Regions from separate parts of the Zea mays genome. Here region 2 is linked to region 1. Evidence: chromatin contacts called from public Hi-C data. All regions are on one chromosome and are shown on one strand. The core of a region is the stretch at or near the end of the contact, and the rest is flanking DNA. Distances in the headings are between cores, read along the strand shown.

The links. A called contact is a pair of places that touch in the nucleus more often than the background predicts.
Region 2: a Hi-C map of leaf shows a contact between it and region 1, with 4 times the contacts expected there. The contact joins the promoter of LOC100286156 here to the promoter of LOC100276101 in region 1. A contact is called at or near these places in 3 of 25 Hi-C or Micro-C datasets (ear, leaf and tassel).

What each region holds. Positions count from the first base shown.
Region 1 is chr1:194,980,840-194,985,594 of Zm-B73-REFERENCE-NAM-5.0, forward strand. LOC100276101 reads right to left here and starts at 1,821. Exons shown (of 5, transcript NM_001374096.1): 1 at 1,457-1,821; 2 at 746-1,367. The coding sequence starts at 1,232.
Region 2 is chr1:195,299,600-195,304,354 of Zm-B73-REFERENCE-NAM-5.0, forward strand. It overlaps LOC100286156, which reads left to right and starts at 2,424. Exons shown (of 2, transcript NM_001159044.2): 1 at 2,424-2,714; 2 at 2,795-4,755. The coding sequence starts at 2,911.

The DNA.
Region 1 (4,755 bases), core at 571-3,070:
GAGGTTTTTCCGAACCATCAGAATAGCTAAAGTATGCAGATGGGGTTATTTAAATATTTGAAAAATCATTGGCAGTCTAGCAAACAGCAGCAAAATGACAATGTCAAATCCATTAAGCAATAGTAAAGACAAAAGAAAAATTACGCTGCTAGAGCGGATACTAAATCCTGAATCCTGAAAGCAGTAAATAAAATATGCTGAAGAGAAACATAATATTTCACACCAAATACCACCTGAATCCAACACTGGTACATAGGTGCCCGACCTGACTACCCGAGTCACAAAAAAAAAATCTAGGACTCCAATATCTGAGTACTGCTAAGCACAAGATGACAACAGTGGTTGATTGTGTTTTTCTTGCCCATGCTAAGGTGTCTGATGCTACGGCTTCATTCTAAAAGAGGAAATGTTTGAGAAAGAATACAAGTGAAAATTGTGGGCATACCAAATTACGCATGCAACTACCATGGACCACTTGTTTCATCATTAAGCCTCTTTACAGTAGGGACCATATAAAATGCTAGCAAGTCGCCATGTTGACTATAATCTATAACAGTAGAATAGCAACAACTGGGCCTTGATAACTAAGAAGTATCCAAGACAAACATGCTAAATTATAGCATCAGACTAGGTACATGCATAATCACACGGCATCACATTACAACCAACTGCATGTGAGAAGCTACAACCAAGCATATAGGAGAACATCCATGATCCATAGTCAGCTGCATGATACATCTTTTACCTGGATCCTTCATGAGCTGCGCGATCATCTTATGAAACACCAGCATCCTCTCGCAGTACTTATCATACAGTGAATCAAACCCACACAGCGGGAAGCCATCGCCAACGCCCGTCTCCAGCCACTCCCTGGGGCTGCCCCCTTCCTCCTCCCCGCTGTCATCCTCGACCTCGGCACACTCCTCCTCAGGGATGAGCACCATGAAGCTGTTCTTCCTGAGCTCCTTGAGCCTCCGCTTCACCTCATTGGTGATGAAATCATCGTCGTCCTCATAGTCCTCCTCCTCCTCTTCTTCAACCACCCCATTGCCCGCGCCTGTACCCTCTGCCGCCGCCTCGGCATTGGTCCTCTCCCCAATGCCCGGCTTCAGCTCCTCCAGGCCCCGGGGGGTCAAACCCCCGGCGCTGTCGTCGTCGGATTCAACTGCCTCTCCCCCACCCCCGGCGCTCTTCTTCCCCTTCGCGAGCTTCTTAATCTTGAAGAAATCCATTAGCACGGTGTTGCCCGAGGCTATGGTAACCCCGAAGGCTCAAACAGACCCTCCCAAAAAGATCCCTCCTTTTTTCTTTTCCTTTTCGCCGATCCTTGATCCCAAAGTTGGCCGAGCAGCTTTGGTTTCCTTTTCCTGCAAACAGCACAGGAATCAGGGAGCGGACGGATAAAAGAAACCCTAAGAAATCGCGGGCTCGCGCCCGTGCTCGGCGGCCGAAATACCTCGAGAGAAGCGGTTACCCAGACGCCTGCAGCGGCTCGAATGCACGAGACCAGCCCAAGATCCGCCGAATCTGAGCCCAAGTCCCTCCGCCCTGGGGAAACCGGTTCACGGCTGCGACGGCGAGGCGGCGGCGGCGACCAGCATCTCCCCTGGATCGTGAGGTTCCCGGAGTGGTCGGCGCTGCGCAGCGCTGCTGGTTTCGTCGTCGCCTGGGACAGGGGGGGGGTCTAAAGACTGGTCAGAGCCGGAGGCGGAGTCGGCTCCTGGGGGCTCGCCGACTCTGGTCCGTTCGCCTCGTCGGTGTTTAAGCGGGCTCGAGGGTTTAAGCGGGGGAGCGACCGCCGCTTTGGGCTGTGGACTGTGGTTAGCGGTGGTGACTGTGGTTAGCGGGTGGTCACTCAGGTATAGAATAGAAGCACGAAGGGCACGAGTTGTGAGGGAAGGGGGGAGTGTGGAGTGCATCGGAGACCGCGTACGACGCGTGTCTCCGTCGCTGGTGTCCCTGCAGTGGGACCCGCTGCATCTGCATGGGTGGCTCTGGGCCGCATCGGAGGTGACGAGGCCCAGATAGACAAACAGAAGGGGCTAATGGAGGCCCGGTAAGCATCGGAGGAAATGAAACCAATATCTCGGTAGTACGAGCCATTGGCAAATGGCAACCAAACTTTCCGACACCGGCCCAGCGACATGTGTGTATTTCGACTAGAAAGTCTGCGTGCAGGGCGGTCGACAAACGTGTTTTATATCCACTATCTTTGGATTGTCATAACAAACATTTTTTCGTTTAAATTGGTGGATTCGAAATACATACATACCGGTACGAGTGATCAAAACATTACAGCTCCTCATATGAAATCATTAAGTTTCCATGCGTTCGCCAAGAATACACAAAGAAAAAATATACTGTATTTTTTTTGAAAGGTGGATGCACAATAATAAGGGGTTAGCTGTAGGTTAGCTGTATATAGCACTGCGTGAATAAGTTGCATGTGGCATGGGCAGTCCGTGACTCCGTGGCATATCTGCCATAGTACAATCTCCCACATCGGCAGCGTTAGAGCGTTAGATTAGGTCTAGTTCCGTTTGTTTCAACTTTTTTCTGATTCTATGGACTCTTAAACGTCTAATTTTTTACCTGTTTTATAGGATCGTTTTGAAAAAAAAACTATTTAAAATCAATGTAAGCACACAATCGATCGAAATGTCACGATAAAATCTATCACTTCTAAGATTCTAAATCGTACGGACCCTTCATACGTACGTACTTAGATCTGCTATACAGCCAAATTATTCTTACGACTAGATTCTCAGAAAGGCTAGTAAAAAAACTAAAACAAGCATGCCCTAGATTAGATTAGATGAGGGTGGTTTAGAGAGATTTGGAGTACATGATATGCATAGCAGGTCCGGCATAGGTTCCCGTTAAATTTAGACCCAAAAAAAAACTGCATTCCAAACTGTTCTTTAAATGCTAGTCAAAACGGGTAGTTGCCGCAGCATTTGTTTCAAAAGAGAGAGAGTACAAGTCTCTGTATAGTCCTCCACGTTTTTGACCTCAGTTATGGTCTCTCTCACATGTCTTAAAACCACGCTTTTGACCACAATTATCAAAGCTTCACTTCATATCCCCATTTCATGTCGCATCTATATTAGATGGTGTTTGGTTCGCATATTTGTAAAATGATGGATAACTGATAATGTTAAATTATATTTATTTAAGTTTAATTGTAATCAAATACCGCACTAGAAAGTATTGGTATATTTAAACTTATTACCGTTGGCACTTAAGCGTGGATTATTACCATAACTATTTACGTTACGTTTTATGAACCAAACGACTCCTTGATGCTTTCTAGATAGATTAAAGCGGTTTTGGTCTAAGGCAAAGTCCAATGGTATTGTTAGGTCTTGTTGCAACCTTTATAGCTAATAGGTACATGCTAAAATTAGCTGTAAAAGTCCAAACGCAGCTAGTTAAGACTATTCTCAAAGTATCATACTTCAATATCAAAAAATATCATATAGGATGAAAAGTATGATACAACTACATGATACACCCTCCACAATGTATAATATCATACATATATGTTTTAATTATTTAATTGATGTGATGGTTGATGGTGTGTCTATGAAAATAGACTCAAGCATTATTTTTATGTCATAACCTAAGATAGCATGTGAAACATTATCTTACTTAACATACAACTTCTCTCTACTATTAAATATCTTGCCACATCAGCAAAAAAAATCATATGTGGTGTCACATTAATGTGTATGATATTGTCCATTGCGAATAGCATAATACCCCAAACTAAATTTTATCTAACTCATAGCTAATTATTAGTTTATTATCTGACTAACTATTAGCTCTAGGATTTCAAAAAAGGCCTTAGTTATAATAACTTCAACTCTCAATACGACCATCGACGCTTGGAAAGATCATACTAACGAATGTTGTCATAAATGCTTCACTGAACGTATAACTAATGTTGGCCAATACTCTACATCACATAAGATCTATCTCAACTCTAGCTAAGATGTAGAGTCACGATGATCTATGTATTATAGGACTTGATCTCACGATCCCTCAATGAGCCCAGCCACATTTGCCCCATGGGCAAAACCATTGACCCTAGGATCTCTCCGGCCTTTAGGGCGTCCCATGCTTATGGAAATCTTCTAGTCCCTTAGGACCTTTGAGGCTTCACGATCTCTAAGGACCTCGTGACTCAGAGTCTTGATCAATCATATATAATCGGTCTTGCCCTAACAGGACAACTCCGAAAGGTACGACCCTAATATCATCTTCGACTCTACTATAGACGACCTCGCAATAGAGTCTTGATAAGGCTATCGTCCATCACAATATTTGTGATGGGTGATATTGTGGTCAATTATACACATTATTGTTATGATATAACCAACAGGCATACTCGAGGACCACTATATTTAATATGTGCCATAGTTCATGTAGCTACGCTTGAACATGCCAGTGTACCAACAAGCATTATGACATCCTCAACACTATGGCACGATCTAGGCATCTAGTGTGTACGACTCTACGATCTATCAAGATAGAAGTTGTTGGCTCTCTCCTCTTTCAACTATAAAAGGGGTGGATATTGAAAGTCGCCTAGAGGGGGGGTGAATAGGCAAATCTGAAATTTATAAACTTTAAGCATAACTACAAGCCGGATTAGCGTTAGAAATAAAGCCGAGTCCAAAAGAGAGGGCAAAAACAAATCACAAGCAAATAAAGCGGATGACACGGTGATTTGTTTTACCGAGGTTCGGTTCT
Region 2 (4,755 bases), core at 1,174-3,673, 320 kb after region 1:
TATCCCGTGATTCGACCAAGTACAAAACTTGCCTGCTCCACGTTATGGTGTCCCAATGGACGAGGGTTGCACTCAACCCCTCTCAAGTGATCCAATGATCAACTTGAATACCACGGTGTTCCTTTTTCTTATCACCTTTCCTGTTTGCGAGGAATCTCCACAAGTTGGAGTCTCTCGCCCTTATAACAAATATCAAAGTGAAAGCACTAGAGTAAAGGAGGGAAGCAACACACACAAATCCCAGCAATATGCACACACACAAGCCAAGACTTGAGCTCAAATGAAACACAACAAGTTCACCACTAGAACGGAGCTCAAATCACTAAGAATGTCAATCGAGTGTGCGAGGATGGAGTGCGGGAGTCTTAGAATGTTCAGAGTATGCTTGGTGTTCTCCTTCATGCGCCTAGGGGTCCCTTTTATAGCCCCAAGGCAGCTAGGAGCCGTTGAGAGCAATCCAGGAAGGCAATTCTTGCCTTCTGTCGGGTGGCGCACCGGACAGTCTGGTGTGCCACCGGACAGACACTGTTCAGTGTCCGGTGCAGATTGCTTTCCTAAATTGGCGCAGCCGACCGTTGAAGATTTAGAGTCGTTGGCGCACCGGACAGTCCGGTGCCCCCATCAGACCGTTGGCTCGGCCACGCGTCACGCGCGGATTGCGCGGCCGACCGTTGGCGTGGCCGACCGTTGGCTCACCGGACAGTCCGGTGAATTTTAGCCGTACACCGCCGACGAATTCCCGAGAGCGGCCAGTTGACCAGACGCCAGCCTGGCGCACCGGACACTGTCCGGTGCATCCAGACTGCGCAGAGTCTTGGCAGCTCCAGTCAAGTCTTTTTTCCTTTTGTGTTTTCTCTTATTCTAGCACTTAGACAAATATGTTAGTACACAAAAACCAATGTACTAAGTCTAGAATCATAACTTTGTGTTGATTTTCACTTCATCCACTATTTGACACTTATTAATACTTAAGGCATTTGTGTTGGACACTTAATCACCAAAATCCTTAGAAATGGCACAAGGGCACATTTCCCTTTCAAGAGTATAATTTTCGAATCTATCTCCATATCAAGGTCAAACGAAAAGGTTTAGGCCCTGTTTCAATCTCGCGAGATAAACTTTAGCAACTATTTTTTAGCTACCTTTAGCCATTTGTAATCTAAACAGGAGAGCTAATGGTGGTAATTGAAGCTAAACTTTAGCACTTCAATTCATATAGCTAAAGTTTAGCAGGAAGCTAAACTTTATCCCGTGAGATTGAAACGGGGCCTTAGTTTCACAATAAATCTACCTCCGTATGAGGCCAAATGAAAAAAGGTTATTGTTCATATGCTAATGAATAAGTCGAGGGCTATTTATTCACTCCCTTACGTAGCATTTTATTTTTAAAAAATATTTTTTTATCTGACTTTGTATGAAAGTAAAATTTATATGAAGGTAAAGGTGACCAATATAGTGCTTATAACCTTTCAGTTTTTTTGAAACCTTTTGGGTGCCAAAAATTAGCAATATAGTGTTTAGATACGTATTTGTAAATTTGAACAGTATGTTTATTATTGTAGCTGAACACTATGTTTATTATTTTGGTGTAATGGTGACCTTCAAAAGAAAAGATAACTATGTCTTGAAATATGAAAATGTTTATTATTTTTATGTTCATTTTATTTATTAATGTTTTCTAGGTGATTTGTTATTCTTAAGATTTATCTGTTCAATCTCTACTATCTATTAAGTCAATAGTGTAGACTATCTTTGTGCCCCCACTTCCCCTCTCCACGTGTGCCCCCACCTCCGCGACATCCACGCGACTCCACGCACACGGAGCTCCGACTCCACGAAACCCTCGCCCACCTGCGTCGGATAGCCAATCTCCGCACGCGACCTCCGCAACCTCCATAAACTGCTATTGTAGCTCCATGACATTTGCGCCGACGACTCCGCGGCCTCCTCCACCACGATGACTCTACAACACCGTGCGCCCCATCGCAAAAACCTACGCAATGCGCCATGCGGCTCCCACCCGCCGTGCCCCCGCCTTCCCTCCGCATACGCCATGCTTGTCGTTTCGTATATATGTTTTATACTATTTTTTACTTCTGTGGCAACACACGGGCACATATCTAGTCATTATATTATGCTACTAATGGTACGGTATACGTTAGCAGGTGCGGATATACGTAAAATATGAGCATCTAAATTTGTGCTACAACCACAATTTGCAAATAAAAAATAGAAATCCTGAACATTGAAATGACGTAATTTAAATCTCACCGTTGCGATTGGCTGTAAGATTTCTTTTTTTGCATTTCTCCATTTGATGAGGCAATTAATTATGCAAAAGACGAGATATATAAATAAACACTTTTCTGGGCTTTGAAGCCTTTGATCCTCGCGCGACGGCCCATCAGGTACTTCCACTCCTCGTCGCCGGAGCACACCCAAACCCCAGGTTCCCCGCCCCAACTCAACTTCTCCGCCGCCGACCGCACCGTCTCGTACTCGTGCACCGCGCGCGCCCCGCAGCTTGCGTCATCCCACGTCCTCGCGCGGTCTGCGCCTTCTTCGCGGCCGCCTCATCTGCCCGCCCCTCTCCACCAAGGAGCTCGGGCACCGGCTGCCACTGCACGATCCTGCGCCGGCGACCGTTTGACGCCGCCGCCTCAGCAGCAGCAGCAGCAGCAGCGTGCTACTTCACTTGGCACGCTCTCCTTCTGGTATGAAGGCATCTTGCGGCCGCGGGGAATATCGATCTTAACATTTGCCTTATTTGGCGTACTTTTATTTTCGCGTGCAGACTGGGCGCTGAGGGTGCGGAAGCTGGAGTCGTCATCGATGGCGACCGTGGAGTAGCACCCCAAAGCTGGCGCGCTTTTCTTGCCGTCCTGCCAGCGCTTCTAGCTTGGTTTCCCCATGATCCTCCGCAGCGCACTAAGGGCTGGTCGCAGCCTCCGGCGGGTTCCCCTGGTTCAGCTCATTGTGGAACACGGTGAGCCGTACCGAGCACCACACCGGTGTGCTACTGATACCCAGGATGGTGAAGAATCATCGGCTGTTTTGAATTGGTGGGGGGACACTCCAATCGGTCACAGGTATCAGTTGCGGGCTTACTCGCCTGCTCCTGCACATGTTAGGGATGAGAAACCCTTGGATCATGACGATGGGGCGGTAATGGCGGATAAGGAGGTCAATCGAATGAAGAAGATGCGGGTGTTCTGGACCGCACAGCAGACTTTCATGGAGTACCTCCATGTCACACGGGGGCTGAGCTTTCCCGACGCGGAGCATATAAGCAAGCACTCACCTGTCTTTGTGAGCAATCTGCTGCACCAGGTGAAGGATGCTATCAAGGACCCTGTGGAGGGGGATGAGGCAGCGTTCAGGTCAAAGGTGAAGACAAAGGAGATAAGGGATGAGAGGGCCACCAAGGCGTTGGAGCGTCTATTCAGGTATTATCCGATCAATGAGTTCGAGCCATTCTTCGAGAGCATGGGCCTCAAGCCGAGTGAGTACCAACCCTTTCTGCGTCGGGATCTCATGTTTCTTTCCGATGACGAGACGGTGCTGGAGAACTACCGTGTTCTTTGCAATTATGGGGTTATGCGCAATAAGATAGGGCAGATATACATTGGTGCTGCGGAGGCTTTCAGTTTTGGTGATGGTGTGCTTGCGTCCAAGCTCAGAGCTCTTGAGGATCTAGGGTTCAGTAAGTCCACTGTGATAAAGCTTATGGCCTGTTGCCCTGCCGTGTTGACATGTGGCCCACATGCCGAATTGAAGATCATAGAGTGGCTAGATGACATTGGCATTCAGAGAGACTGGATTGGTCAGTTCTTATCCGTAAAGAAGTCGTATAATTGGAGAAAGATGGTTGAAGTTCCTCAGTTTCTTGCTGAATTGGGATTCGATAACGAGGGTATTGGTAAACTGATCAGGCAACACCCAGATTTCTTGTTGGATGGCTCTGGAAATGCACTGTTTAGGGCAGTTGTCATTATGCTGAAAGCAGGGTCCGGAAAAGGAGACCTGTTCAATCTTTTCCTGGACTTCCCAGACGTACAGGCGAGGAGTTTTGCGAGGAACATACAGAGCGTTACGCTATTCTTAACTGACATCGATGTGAGCGAGGAGGATATTAAGAAGTTCGTGGTAGCGAACGCCTCGATGCTCGGTTCCGCTCGGGTGAAGAAGGCAAACAGCATCCTTACATACCTCAGCGTGGGGAAGAAGCGTCTGTGGAAGATCATAAGGGAAGAGCCACGCCAACTAATGAAATACACACTAGGGCTAAAGGTCAGCCGCCTGCCGCCTTGCGACGAAATCGCCGAGAAGTCACTGAAGGAGAAGGTGAAGTTCCTGAAGAACGTAGGGTTCGCGGAAGGCTCCAACGACATGAACAAGGCGTTGAAGGCCTTCCGCGGCAAGGGCGACGAGCTACAGGACCGGTTCGACTTCCTGGTGAACGCTGGGTTCGAGCCCAAGGACGTGTCGCACATGATCAAGGTGGCACCGCAGGTTCTGAACCAGAAGACACACGTCCTCCAGTCCAAGATATCGTTCCTTGTGAACGAGACGGCGTACCCTCTGAGCGTTCTGGTCGGGTACCCCGCGTTCCTGTCGTTCACCATAGAGAGAACCAAAGCCAGGTTCCTGATGTACGACTGGCTGCGAGAAAGAGGGCTGGTCCCTCCGAACTTCGCACTGTCCACCTTGTTAGCCTGTTCGGAGAAGCGGTTTTTTAAGTATCTGGTCCTGAAA